Regions from separate parts of the Ovis aries genome. Here region 1 is linked to region 2. Evidence: chromatin contacts called from public Hi-C data. All regions are on one chromosome and are shown on one strand. The core of a region is the stretch at or near the end of the contact, and the rest is flanking DNA. Distances in the headings are between cores, read along the strand shown.

Evidence for each region. A called contact is a pair of places that touch in the nucleus more often than the background predicts.
Region 1: a Hi-C map of liver shows a contact between it and region 2, with 7 times the contacts expected there. The contact joins the enhancer-like site here to the promoter of CALM2 in region 2. A contact is called at or near these places in 7 of 16 Hi-C or Micro-C datasets (blood, hypothalamus, liver and 3 more).

Annotation. Positions count from the first base shown.
Region 1 is chr3:77,350,946-77,357,718 of ARS-UI_Ramb_v3.0, reverse strand. All of the region lies in intron 5 of TTC7A (tetratricopeptide repeat domain 7A), which reads left to right. Among named protein-coding and RNA genes, the nearest start is that of TTC7A, 40 kb to the left of the region's middle. Within about 2 kb of position 1,923, at least 31 of the 54 cell types and tissues checked have an H3K27ac peak or open chromatin away from gene starts, as enhancers often do. A contact at or near this core is called in liver, where this site is marked.
Region 2 is chr3:77,209,599-77,216,130 of ARS-UI_Ramb_v3.0, reverse strand. CALM2 (calmodulin 2) reads right to left here and starts at 2,862. Exons shown (of 6, transcript NM_001009759.1): 1 at 2,792-2,862. The coding sequence starts at 2,794.

The DNA of each region.
Region 1 (6,773 bases), core at 674-3,173, 140 kb before region 2:
GTCGCCGATACTTGTTGAATACTTACTGCGTGTCAGGCAGAATGCTGATGCCTTTACATGTAATCCTGTAAAGTTGGAACTAGTAATATCCCCATTTTCCTGAAAGAGAGGTTAAGGAACTTGCCCAAAGTCACAAGGCCAGCAGGTGGTGTTGCCAGCAAACCTGGTGCTGAACTGTGTCTGTCCCACCCACAGCCTGGCCCCACACTTGAGAACCACGGTCTTAGCTCAGGGTGCAGAGGCTGGAGGTCAGGGGGAGACGGATGCAGATGCCTGACACCCTCGTCACTGTCTCTGGGGCAGCTCTGGAGAGTCTTTTCCAGGGCTCCAGAGCCGTTTGCTGGTGGTTAAATTCACTCCCATTGCCTGGGCTCTTGGGGTGTTTGGGAAGGGTTGGGAGAAACCCTTTGCTGTGTTGAAAGAGGTCACAGCCCAATAGCGGAAAGGTGGCTAAGATGGAAAAGCCCTGAGGAGAGACAGCAGCTCCTCTCCCAGCTTGCTGCTGAGAGCCCCCTGAGTGCTGCCCCCAGCTGCCAGGCCGGACGAGGTCCGTCCTCACAGGGCCCACGTCTGAGCGGGAGCTGTGGGAGCCATGTGTGGATGGTGGACAGTGCCCTGTGCTGGAGGAAAAGAAGGCAGGGGGTTGGGCGCCGCCTGGGACAGGGTGGACTCTAGGGAGACATTTTGTTCTGACAGGCTGGGTGGAGTGGAGTCCCTGGAGCTCCGGCACTGTTGGGTGTTAGAGGACGTTCATTAGAGCCAAAGAACAGGAGGAGGTGGTGGTATCTGCTTCTCAGACTCTGGGCTGGAATCTGAGAGCTGGAGCTCATTCCCGTGTGGGTGTGGTGTGGACCCAGGCTCCAGAGGGTCAGAGGAGAGCCTGCTGAGAACGGGGTGCCCAGCCCCAAGGGCCAGATGACCACGAGTAGTGCTGGCTCCCAGGGCCTGGCTTGTTGAGGATTGAGGATTGATCCCTCCAGTTGAGGATCTGCGTAACTTAAAGGGTGTGGTGCTCTCCACTGTGCAGTGTGAGTGGTGTTTGCTTGGCCTCCAGACAGTGCTGCTCCTTTAATCCTGAGCTTCACTGAGGCCTGGGCCTCCCTCATGCTGCCCGCTTACTCATTCAGTGTCTGAGGGACATTCATTTTTTCCAAGGGCCTTGCCCTATTGATCCTGCAGTTAATTTCCCCAGCTGACTCCTGCCCCTTGCTCTGTGACTGATGGCAGAGTTCCTAATTGACCTGGGACTGAAAGTGCTGGCCTGAAAGTCCAGAGTTGAAGGCCCCTCCCAAGGGGCAGGGACCTGGGATACCTGGGTTCCACTTCCCCCTCGCTGCCACCAGAGGGCAGCCGTGGACTCTGGTTGGAGCCTCACCCCAGGCAGTTCTGTGGATGACAACTGCCAGGAGGAGGCATCTCTCAGTTGGGGGTTGGTGAGCCCAGGGTCTTGGCTGTGGGGGAGGCTTGGTTCTCCTTTGCATGGAGCAGTTCCAGGAGTGAAGCAGCAGGGGGTAGCTGAGGGTGGTGCAATGCCAGGGAAACTGTTGATGACCCTGACCTCACTAGAACTGAGTCTCTGAGCATCTCCCAAGAAAAGAATTTGAGCTGACTGGGCTCCTTCCCCCACAGTGGGCAAGGGGCCATTTTCTCCTTGGAGTGTTTTTTTTTCCTTTCCTTCTCCCTAGATGTACAGAGCTCATTCTTGGCTCAGGTCTGGGAGCCAGCTTGGGTTATGTATGTTGAACCAGGTGGGCTGAATGTTTTGTGCATGCTCTTTAAAAAAACTTTTCAGTTGGTTTTTTTTTAATCACTAAAGCAATATTTGGTTTTGTACCAAAACCAAACAATAGAGAAGGGAATGTGTGTTTTCTAAGGGAGTTGCAGGGCTTGGCAGGCTGTGAAGCCTTATGAAAACACTCTCCCTTTTACTGTGTGTGTGTGTAGGTACCTTAGAAAACCCAGCCTGCTGTTGAGTATAACCCAGTGAGGGATGTGTCCAATCAGCAGTGATTTAGTATTCTCATCAGCCACCCAGTATCTGCAGTGCCGGGGGAGGGCAGGAGACAGATGGCTCAAGGGGGCATCCAGGGAGCAGAGTCACCCAGCAGCAAAACCCAGGAGAGCCTCCTGGTGGTCACGGAAGAGACCTCTTTAGGCAAAGGGAGAACTCGGAGGCCCATCAGAGAAGGCACATTCTTCCAGCCTCTCTCAATGCACAGTCTTTACTTATCGTCCTTACCCACTGCCCATCCCCTACCTCGCTAGACCGGTGTCCTTGCCTGGATGTCCTCAGGGCCCTGCCCGGAAGTGTCACAGTCTTTTTCTGGGGTTGGGAGTGAAGAGGAGAGCGTTAGTTTTTGAAACTGATGATGTGGTTCTGTGGCAGGAAGGAATAGCTTGATAACCATTTGAACTTCACCTGACCCTGCCTTCTGGTTCAGTCCTCCAGCTATTGGGGCCTGGCTGTGCATTTCTGGGTCTTTGACCAGAAACCTCTCATATGCGATTAGCAGTGCCAGCCCTGAACCGGAGACTTCCAGCCGGAGCCGTGCGTGCCAGAGCCTGTTTAGGTTCCACTTGGTGGTGATTCCATGTATTTTCTCATTCCCTGCTTCTCATTCTCCCCCTCAAGAAAATTTGTTGAGCGCCCTACTGTATGCAAAATATTTTGCTAAGCTCTTGAATAAATCAGGGGCGTGACTAAATTTATAGACCATGAGCACCTTACGTGCAAGCCCATAAATGAGCTATTCATTCATCATTCAGTCTTTTAATTCATCCCCCCTGTATTAGTTGGATGCCTGTTGAGAACAGGATAGTTGGTGTTCAATATCCAGTTCAGTTCAGTCACTCAGTCGTGTCTGATTCATTGTGACCCCATGGACTGCAGCACTCCAGGCGTCCCTGTCCGTTACCAACTCCCGGAGCTTGCTCAAACTCATGTCCATCGCGTCGGACAATATCCAGGTACTTGGTATGCAGTGAGCCCTTTGAAAAGACTTCGTCGAAGGAGTCCTGGAGTTCAAATAGCCAGGAAAGGGAAGTGTAACTATGCCAAGTCAGAACACTGTTGTCTTTCTGGAGAGTCTGGTTAGCTAGAAGGGAGTGAAATCTGAATCCCTTGGTGCCTGCAGGGAGCCCACCTTTTCCATTGGGTGAGTGATGGCCTAAAAAGGCAGGCATCTTCAGGGCTTTAATTTTCCCTTTGGAGAATGAGGATGGATTTATTCCACAATAATTTCTTGAGTGCCTCCTGTGTTCCAAGCATTGAGCTGGTGCCCGGGAATATGAAGCTTCCCTCACCAATCTCATTAGAAGTTGCAAAGGCTGGATGAGATAAAGTGCTTTGCAAAATCCTCCCCACTGCCTGCTGCTGACCAGGGGCCCCGGGGAGCTTGCCACCTCCTTGTGTGGCCCACTTGCAGGCTGCTCTAAGACAGGTTGTTTCCATTAACCCATGCCTGCACGCACATCTCCTCTTTCTCTCTGCTCCTGACCAGCCAGGGTTTGCTTGAGTTGGAATCCATGGCCTCCTGGTTTGTCTGCGTGCAGCCTGATTCTGGGCCAGGGTTTGTTGGAGGCTCCTGTTTGGACATTGTTAAAAGTGGCAGCTTTGCTCAGAAAGGTCAATGTGAGAGATTGGAACAAAGAGATCTTTCAAACTGGCCTCTCACGGGGTTCAGAAAAGCCCCAGCTCTACCTGGCACTGGCAGTTGAGACCTGTGACAGGATTATTCAGGCTGGTGGGAGAGACCCCAGCTTGTTTCCCATTTCCTGGAGGGGTGAGCTGAGGCAGAGGGGCATTCACGACATTTCAGAACAGGTTAGCATTGGCTGGGAGCCTGGGTCTCTCCCTGTCTAGCTCTGGCCACCAGAACCTTGCTCGATTTTTCTCTTTATCTGAATTCAATAAAAATTGGAACTTACCCAAAAGATGCCTAAGGGTGATTACTTTGCTAAAAAATTCTTGGAAGCTTATTTAGGTGCCCAGTTCCCTTACAGATTTGAAAACAGTAAAAAATATACAACTTTGGGAGCACAAGATCTTGTTAAAATACAGTGCTCATTCCTAAATTGTGAGTGTATTGGGAGAAGCAGGATCCCTGGGAGTCTGCATTTCTCCCAAATCCCCAGGCAATGCCAGTACTGCTGACCTGGGAGTGCTTTCTGAGTGTTGATGATTAGAAACTACAGGCAGAGGGAGGACAGTCCTTGCCTTGCAGTGGGAAGGAGAGGACAGTCCTTGCCTTGCAGTGGGAAGAAGGGGTCACAGTCCTTATTGGCTCTGGCCTCCTGAAAGCAGCCTGGGCCAGGCTGCCAGGGAGGAAGCTGGCAGGTAGCTCACAGAGTGGAAAATCACCCACAGGTCCGGGGTGCTCCCGGCTTCCTCTGGGCCACAGGGGCCCTGGGGAAGCCCCAGGGTCCAACCCTCCTCAGCCTGTGGCCATTTGGCCCAGCTGCTCCAGCAGAGCTCTCCCGCAGACTGAGTTCCCAGAGCCAGCCGTTCCCTCTCTTCTGAGAATTCATGCAAGCTTTTCTCACTCTCCTAGTAATGGTTGCCGTGTGGTTCTCCTCTCAGCTCCCCCTGCTGTCCCTCTCTGGGTCCTTTTCCAAGGCAGAGTCCTCAGCGGGCTTGAAGGGCTTCTGCTGCACTCTTGCTTCCAGGCTTGTGGGGGCTCCCAGCCTGTCCTTGGGTGTGGTTTGCCTATCAGGGAGAGCCTGTTCTCATGTCCCCTGTGGGGGCGGGGCTGATGGAAGGACAAAGATGGACGCAAAACTGGAGGATCCCCTTGGGTACTTCCTTCCCCTCCCTTTACTCATTAGCTTCTGAACTTCCGTGCAAAACAGTGTGGCAAATTAAAACATAAGTAATGTGACCTTTAGGACCCAGATTAGAAAGGAAAGTAGGGGAAATAGCTACTATTCAGTAAGTCTATACCACAGGGCTGGTGTCCTCCGGGCTTCACATACATTCATCTTCCTGACAGCACTGTGAGCAAACCAGGAATCCTCCAGCAGACAGGGAGACTAGAACTCAGATTGGCTACCTCGCTGTCCTAAGATTGCAGGTTTAGGATCTGGCTGCAAAGCCAGGGTTTCCATGTCAGGTTGTTCCTCCTGGAACCTGATTGCTTAGCATAGGAGAACTGGAAGACATTGAGGAATCTTCTAAACCAGTGGTTCTCAAACTTGAATGTCACTGGGACCCTCTTGGAAGTTTGATAAAGCATGGATTGCTGGACTCTACAGCAGAATTTCTGATCCAGCAGATCTAGAGTAGGGATCCTCAGAATTTCCATTTCTAACAAGTTCCCCTGATGCAAATGCTGCTGGTCCCACCTTAGTACCTCTAGTGGTACACAGATGGTTGTAAGTGATACACAGACTAAGTTTTTTAAAGTACTCCTGGGGAAAAAAAAGTACTTCTGTATGTAGGATTTATTAGCAAAAAAGAAATGTGAAACCTGAAGCCAAACAGCTTGTACACTAAATCCATGATTTCAGGTATGTTTGATGAAGGTGGGATGTCTGCTGAAGTAAAAAGAAAGAAGATGTAAAGAAAAGTATGGCACAGAACGATAACACTAATGGTGCACAGCTAGTAGCCAAAAGTGTAGATGTGGCTTGTAGATGATAGGAGCCTGGGAGATGCTGTTTGAAACTGAAGGTGTGATTTTATAGAGGAGACGGCTGCGCACAGCCCACAGAGGTGAACTCTACTTTCAGTAGCAGCCCCCAGACATGAAGTCTCTAAGGACCCTGTGGTGCCCTGTGCTTCGTGCCCTTTCTGGCTCTTTAGAAGCTCTAGACAGACTAGGGAAAATTGCTGTGATTCTTATTCTATCCCCAGGTCTTAGTCTCCATTCTCAATCTTACAAACGGGGATCTGAATTTATAATGTTGCTTGCTTGCTTGCTTGTCGGAAACCAGAGGTTCCCAGAAGGCAAGGAATTGAGCTTCTGTCCTTTTAGGGCTCCAAGCTCAAAGTCCCCAGGAATCTGTTTCATGCAGGAGGGACTCACGTGACTTCCCAAGCGGTCACCTTTGGCTTTTTACCCTCTTTGATTTCTAAGTTTGCTGGCCTGGCAGCTATTGATTTTCCGTGTGATCTAGAGAACCCCCCAGAACAAGTGAGGGCATTTGCTGAGCACATGCTATATGCCCAGGCTGAGGTCCAGGAACAAGACAGGAACCCTGCCCTCAAGGGGTGCACAGTGCGAAGGGGGTCAGCCTGTAAATGTGAAATGACCTCAGTGCCATGCTTGCTTCGAAAGAGGACTTAACACGAGGCAAGAGCTACACAGGAGGGCCTGGGAAGGCTGCAAGGAAGAGGTGATATCGAAAGTGATGTGTAAAAACACAGGTTTTTTTTAAAAAAAAAGATGTGTAGTGGAAAGGCTCTTAAAGGCAGTGGGGGAAGCCTGTGCCAAGACTTGACATAGGGAACTGTGGACAGTTGTTCAGAAGGGACTCAAGTGGTGAGAGATGACATGGGAGAGAGGCAAGGAGCAGGCCTGACAGCCTCATGCTGAGGGCCTCAACTGGATTCTGTAAGCCTGGGGGGAACCAACAAAAAGCGAACATGGAGGGGAACAAGATGTCTTTGGCGTGTCAGGTGGAGTCCTCAAGGGACAGTGGCAGCAGTTTTTCAAACTCAGGTCACACCCATCAGTGGGTTGCAAAATCTGTTTAGTGGGCTGCTGCAAGCATTTTTAAAAAGGGGAAGTCGCAGGAGATGTAAACTAGAACATATCAGAGTGGATTGCCTTGCG
Region 2 (6,532 bases), core at 1,613-4,112:
TGTGACCTTAAGGGAATTATATGCCTATTTAACATTTCCCAAATGGCATTCAGAATTAGGTATGGATAACCACGGAGCTTATCTAGTCAAAGGTGGTATAAAAACAATCCAAAATTCTTATCTCAATAAATATATGAGCCCATAGGCTTGAAATGGAACAAACTTTCATTTTGCATTCATTCCTGTTTACTCCAAGTATTACTTAGATACAACAAATGCTTCCATGCAAAGCAAAAATTTTTCTACTTTCAGAAGTCAGGGCATTTGTTTTACCTATATCAAAAGCAGTCTCTAAGTTATTTCAATAGAGTTTAAAAGATACCTTTAATTCTGATAGAACAGTATCTTGGCCCAAAAGGGAAACTAGAATAAATTACTTAAAAATTAGGACCTTTACTGAAGGCCTAATTTGATCAGTCTATCTGAGCTTAGAACTTTCAATACTTTAACAGAGGCATAATTAATTTCTTTAGTCTAACAGAAACAGATCTTCTTGCTGTTCGATGGGTATTTACTTGGATTCAAGTGACCAAAAGTTCCACGTCTTCACATCTTTTACTAATCTCATCACCCCTGCCTCAAATCTTCTTAAACTAATCAATTTCCCTTTCAATGACTATATATCAACTATATGTAAACCCAAGAGCCATGTGAACAAACTTATTCCGTATCAAATAAATGTTCATTCTTTGACTTTATGGAATCTTAATTTTAAACCTTCAGGTCTTGTAATTATAAAATTACCTATGCCACCGGTAAAGAACCTGCCTGCCAATGCAGGAGGCATAAGACAGGAGGGTTCCATCCTTGGGTGGGGAAGATACCCTGGAGTAGGAAAGGGCAACCCATTTCAGCATTTTTGCGCAGAGAATCCCACAGAGGAGCCTGGCGGGCTACAGTCCATAGGTTCGCAAAGAGTCTGACACAACTGAAGTGACTTAGCAAGGATGCTTCCCAATTTAGTTAACAATGACGGTCAAAAACACTCAAAACAGTAATGACGTGATCAGTAACTACAAAAGCTTACTTTTGGCAAAGGACCACGAAAGGGTAGATACAAACTGTGCCTCATCAAGAAAATCTGAGATCTTGATTTAATTATCAGTGATTAGAAACAAACTTTTCATTTACATAATATAAAAAAATTCACCCCACAATTCAGATCCTTAATTACATGCTTTTATTTTCACCTAAAATAGTAAATTCAACCAGCATATTCAAATTTAGGATAAAATAATTAAAATATCAAAATGGAACGGGTACATCAAACAAATGTGAACTCCTCTCCCCACACCCATACAGGGTGGAGGTTTCAGTTGGCAAGGATTCCCAACTCCTGTTTAAGATGTCACCTTGCCTCCTGGACACACCCATCGCCTGTAACCACTTGGCAGAAGGAACCACAAAATAAGTATTGCAAATTACCGCTCTCATTAGACTTTTTTTTAACAGGAAAGAGCAAGAGTTCCGGTCTCAAGTGACAGGAAAATGCTTTAAAAAAATCCCGTCCCCCTATATACTCTTTTATCACCATAGTCTTTGACAATCATTAATGTACAAATGAATTAAACTGCACCTAAAAGATGACCTGGCATTTTCGCTACGGAAATAGCTATTTTCAAGGGTGTTGTGCGGGGCAATACAGTGTTAACGGATCTTAAACATTTCAACGTGCACGTGAGCACTCAAAAGAGGACTGTGGCCCCTGTCAAAGGCATCCTTCCGATTGTTACTAGAGGGTAAGACAGACTTTGGCAACAGAACGGGAGTCACCTCCGAGCTGGCTTTCGGTGAGTGAATAGAAAAACGCCTTTCAAACGCCAGCTGGAGTCTCTGGCTTTCTCTAACGAGATGCGCAGTGCGAGGCTGCGCTTAACTTCAGATATAGTCATTTCCTTCAACGACAAAACCACTTAAATTTTTTTTAGATTTAGCCTGGGAAGTGGAATTAGGCCTCAAGGCCCATATGTAGCAGAAAGATCAGGATTCACCGAGCTTCCTCCTAGCCGCCGGGGGTGGGGGTGGGGTGGGGGATGGGAATCGGACGAGGCTGACCTCCCCAAACGTTGCCCGACCGGACGACCCCGCAGCGCCGCGGGACGCCCAGACCTCCGCAGTCCTGCAGGTGCCAGCGCAGCAGCTGGGGCTCGAGCCGGGTCTGGCGAGCGACGGCCGCGGTCCCGAGCCCGCCCCGCCCCCGGCCGCTCCCCGCGGACTCGGCCCACTCAGCTAGTCCGCCCGCCCGCTCGCGCGCCCCCAGCTCCCTCCCGGCCCAGCACGCGGGGGCTGCGGGCTAACGGCGGCGCCGGCGCTCGCCCCGGGCCTCGCGCGCTCCCGCCCGCCCCCTCGGCGCATGGCGGCCGCGCGCGGACAAAGGCGCTTCCTGGCGCCCGCACCAACCGTCCGTTGAGCTTTTGAATACGGCCCCTGGCTGACCTTTTGAGATGCCCGACCCAAGGCTTCTGCGCTCCCGCTCCTCCCGCCCTTCCACCCTCGCCTACCCCGGCTGCCCCCGCCCCGGCTCCATCCTCATCCTGCCTCTGAGGACCTCCAAGGTCCCGGGGGCGGTGCGCCTGGCCCCCGGTACAGCACGGGACACCTCCCTGAGGAGAGTGGGGGTGGGGGAGCACCTGCGACATAACCGCCGTGGACGCCCCCAGCCTCTGGCGCGCCATCCCCCTGGCGAAGACCAATCCTAGAGAGTGTGAGAAAGGCTAGTTCCCTTTCGTCCATTCGCTTCAGCCCCTTACCCCCTACAGGCCGAGCGCCCGCAGCTTAGCGACGCACTCACCATGCTGCAAGCGTTACCGGTCTCCGGGACGCAATCACACAACTACTCAGCTCGCTCGCTCCACTCGGACTAATTCTCCCCCTCCGCCCCCAGCGCCTCATAAACACCTCCCTCCGCCAGATCCCTCCGCCACACTTCAGATAACGGAACATCATAAACGAGTCCCGGCCAACCCCCTCCCCTCCAACTCCTCTCGAGACCCTTTTATCCACAATTATGTGAAAGACGATGCAAAAGATAAAGGGAAGGGGACGAACGGATGACGTAAGTGTGTTTCACTCCCTAGAGAGCCGTTGAAGAGCCGGTGGAGTGGCGCCTGAGAGGCGCTACTTTGCGGCGCGGAAGAGCATCGTAGTAACGACGCGCAGCGCGATGATCGTTGAAGCCTCCTCTGATTGGCCGGTTCGTACCTGCAATGCGTCACTGGGGCTCGCAGCCGCTGCCGGGACGCGGTGCAGCTTCTGCCGTTGCGGCTCGGGCCGCGCTGTCCTGGCAACTGCGGTTGGCTGGAAAGCTTTCCTCCTCCACCCATCCTTCCTCGCTACATTTGCACGAAAGCTTTCCCGCCCCGCTGTAGGGGGGTCTACGAAAATAGCGATTAAGAATGAAGCTGAAAGACCCAGTGAAACCCGTACCCCGCGCTCTTCATCTCAGCCTCGTTTATTCGCCTTATGGAGGCCACACGTTTACCATGTAACTCCGCCACAAAGCGAAAAGTGAAAATCACTCAGTCGTGTCCGACTGTTTGTGACCCCATGGAATTCTCCAGGCCAGAAGACTGGAGTGGGTATCCTTTTCCTTCTCCAGGGGATCTTCCCTGATCAGGGATCGAACCCACGTCTCCGGCATTGCAGGCAGATTCTTTACCAGCTGAGCCCACAAAGCCCATGAAAATCTTGGTAAGGGCGAATGCAGCTGCTCACCTGGCTAATCCTAAAGGAACTTCCGTTTATACTTCCCCTTTGCTGGCTGACAGTAAAGCAGCTGCCTACAATGCGGGAGACCCGGGTTCAATCCCTAGGTCGGGAAGATCTCCTGGAGAAGGAAATGGCAACCCCCTCCAGTCATGGACGGAGGAGCCTGGTGGGCTACAGTCCATGGGGTCACAGTCAGACACGACTGAGCAACTTCGCTTTGCCTTCATCATGGGGGTAATTTACCGGGGGAGGGCGGGTTAAAAAACGCAGTATACAAAATTCCAATAGCCCCTTGATACTGTGGAATAATAGGGTTCTGGCTTGGAGTGAGACCTGGGTATGAGTACTGGTTGGGTCAGATGTACGACCTTGGATGAGACGTTTAATCTTTAGCCTCATTTGTAAAATGGAGGTTACAATACCTATCTTGAAACGTTATAAGAATTAGAATCATATAAAGATTATCATCTCGGAGAAGGCAATGGCACCCCACTCGAACACTTGCCTGGAAAATCCCATGGACGAGGAGCCTGGTGGGCCACAGTCTACGGGGTCGCTAAGAGTCGGACACGACTGAACGACTTCACTTTCACTTTTCACTTTCATGCATTGGAGAAGGAAATGGCAACTCACTCCAGTGTTCTTACCTGGAGAATCCCAGGGACGGAGGAGCCTGGTAGGCTGCCCTCTATGGGGTCGCACAGAGTCGGACACGACTGAAGCGACTTAGCAGCAGTAGCAGCAGCAGCAAAGATTACCATCTAGGTAAAGCGTTGAAGTACCTGGTACAGGATAGGCACACAGTGGTTACCATAATAAAACCATCGTATTGTGTATATGTGATCATACTGAGTTTCCTAATGAATTTGCCCTTTTGAGTCTTTAATCTCTCAGGTTTAAATGAACATTTTTGAAGCCACATAGAAATTAGCTCTGAAATTGGCAACCACTGTTGGTGGGAATGTAAAACAGTACAGCCGCTTTGGAAAATAACATGGCAGTTCCTTAAAAAATTAAAAATAGAATTACCATATGATCCAGCAATTGTGCTTCTTGGTATATACTCAAAAGAACTGAAAGCAGGATCTTAGAGATATTGTTACACCCATGTTCATGGCACTATTCAAGACAGCTAAAATGTAAAAGGGATCCAAGTGTTCATCAGCGGATGAATGGATAAGCAAAATGTGGTATACATCTGTTGTACATAAATGGCATATTATTTGGCCTTAAAAATGCTGCAATATGCCACAACATGGATGAACTTCAAGGACATTATGCTAAGTGAGGTAAGTCACAAAAAGTCATATATTGTATGATTCCATTTATTTGAGGTATTTGGAATACTCAAAAATCACGGAAACAGAAAGTAGAATGATGGTTGTCAGGGAAAGGGGGAATGAGGAGTTATTGTTTAATGGGTATAGATAAGAGTTTCCATTCTACAAGATGAAAATAGTTGTGGGGATGGACGGTGATGGTAGCACAACATTACGTATTTAGTACCACTGAACTCTACACTTTAAAATGGTTATGATGGTAAATTTTACGTGTGTTTTGTCACACATGAAAATTTTTTTTTTAATTTTTGAACCTTTAATTTGGAAAACTTTAGATATAAACTATATACAAGTGGACTGTAGCCTACCAGGCTCCTCTGTCAGTTCTCCAGGCAAGAATACTGGAGTGGGCAGCCATTCACTTCTCCAGGGATATACAAATGGAGAGAAAAGTATAACAAAAAAAAGTACCAATCACTCAGGTTTACAGCATTCTGTCATTCTTGTTTCATATATTCCCCATACCCAATTTAAAAACAATTACCTTCTTGGTCCCACCCAAAATAAGCAAGGGTGTGTATAACCTGGAATATTTAACAAGTGAATAGCAATAATTTACGTATCGTATAAACTCATTTGAAAATAATGTAATTGTTACCTTAGAGGGGGCTTAGAGGATTTGGCCCACCACAGAGTTTCCAAAGAGGGTTTCCAGAGAACATGACTCCTTCATTGAGTCTGACATGATAATGTCAGGCCAGGAAAAAGCGAAAAGGCAGGGAGGAATAGAGCAGCAAGTTTAGATGAAAGAAAGAACAAAGGCAAGCAATTACATGGCACAGTGGAGGAGTGTCAATGGTTAGGCATTACCAGGATGAGCCCACTTCAGGAGATAGTGCTGGGAAGTTAGGAAGAAACTAGGGATTCATGCTCAAACTGCAGTTCCTCAAGAATGTTGGTAGAACCAGAAAAAAATCCTCTTAGGCCACAATAAGACTTCATAATTTTCTGGTTAAAAAGCACAACCTTGTAAAACCTAATGAATAGCATTTTCAGCAAACCAAGGTATTTTCTGCTTATTGAGAAGAAGGTTCCCTCCAGAATACCTCCAGAATGCCCAGCAAGACCAAAATACTTTCTTAGCTTATCTGAACCAACTTGGAAAGCCTCAGTGGAATTTAACCTGCTTTAAACAACTTAGACTGGAGAAATTCCATGGATGGAGGAGCCTGATAGGCTGCAGTCCATGGGGTCGCTAAGAGTTGGACACGACTGAGCAATTTCACTTTCACTTTTCACTTTCATGCATTGGAGAAGGAAATGGCAACCCACTCCAGTGTTCTTGCCTGGAGAATCCCAGGGACAGGGGAGCCTCGTGGGCTGCCATCTATGGGGTCGCACAGAGTCGGACATGACTGAAGCGACTTAGCAGCAAACAACTTGGGCTTCCCTGGTGGCTCAGATGGTAAAGAATCTGCCCGCAATGCAGGAGACCCAGGTTTGATCCCTGGGTCAGGAAGATCCCCTGGAGAAGGGAATGGCTA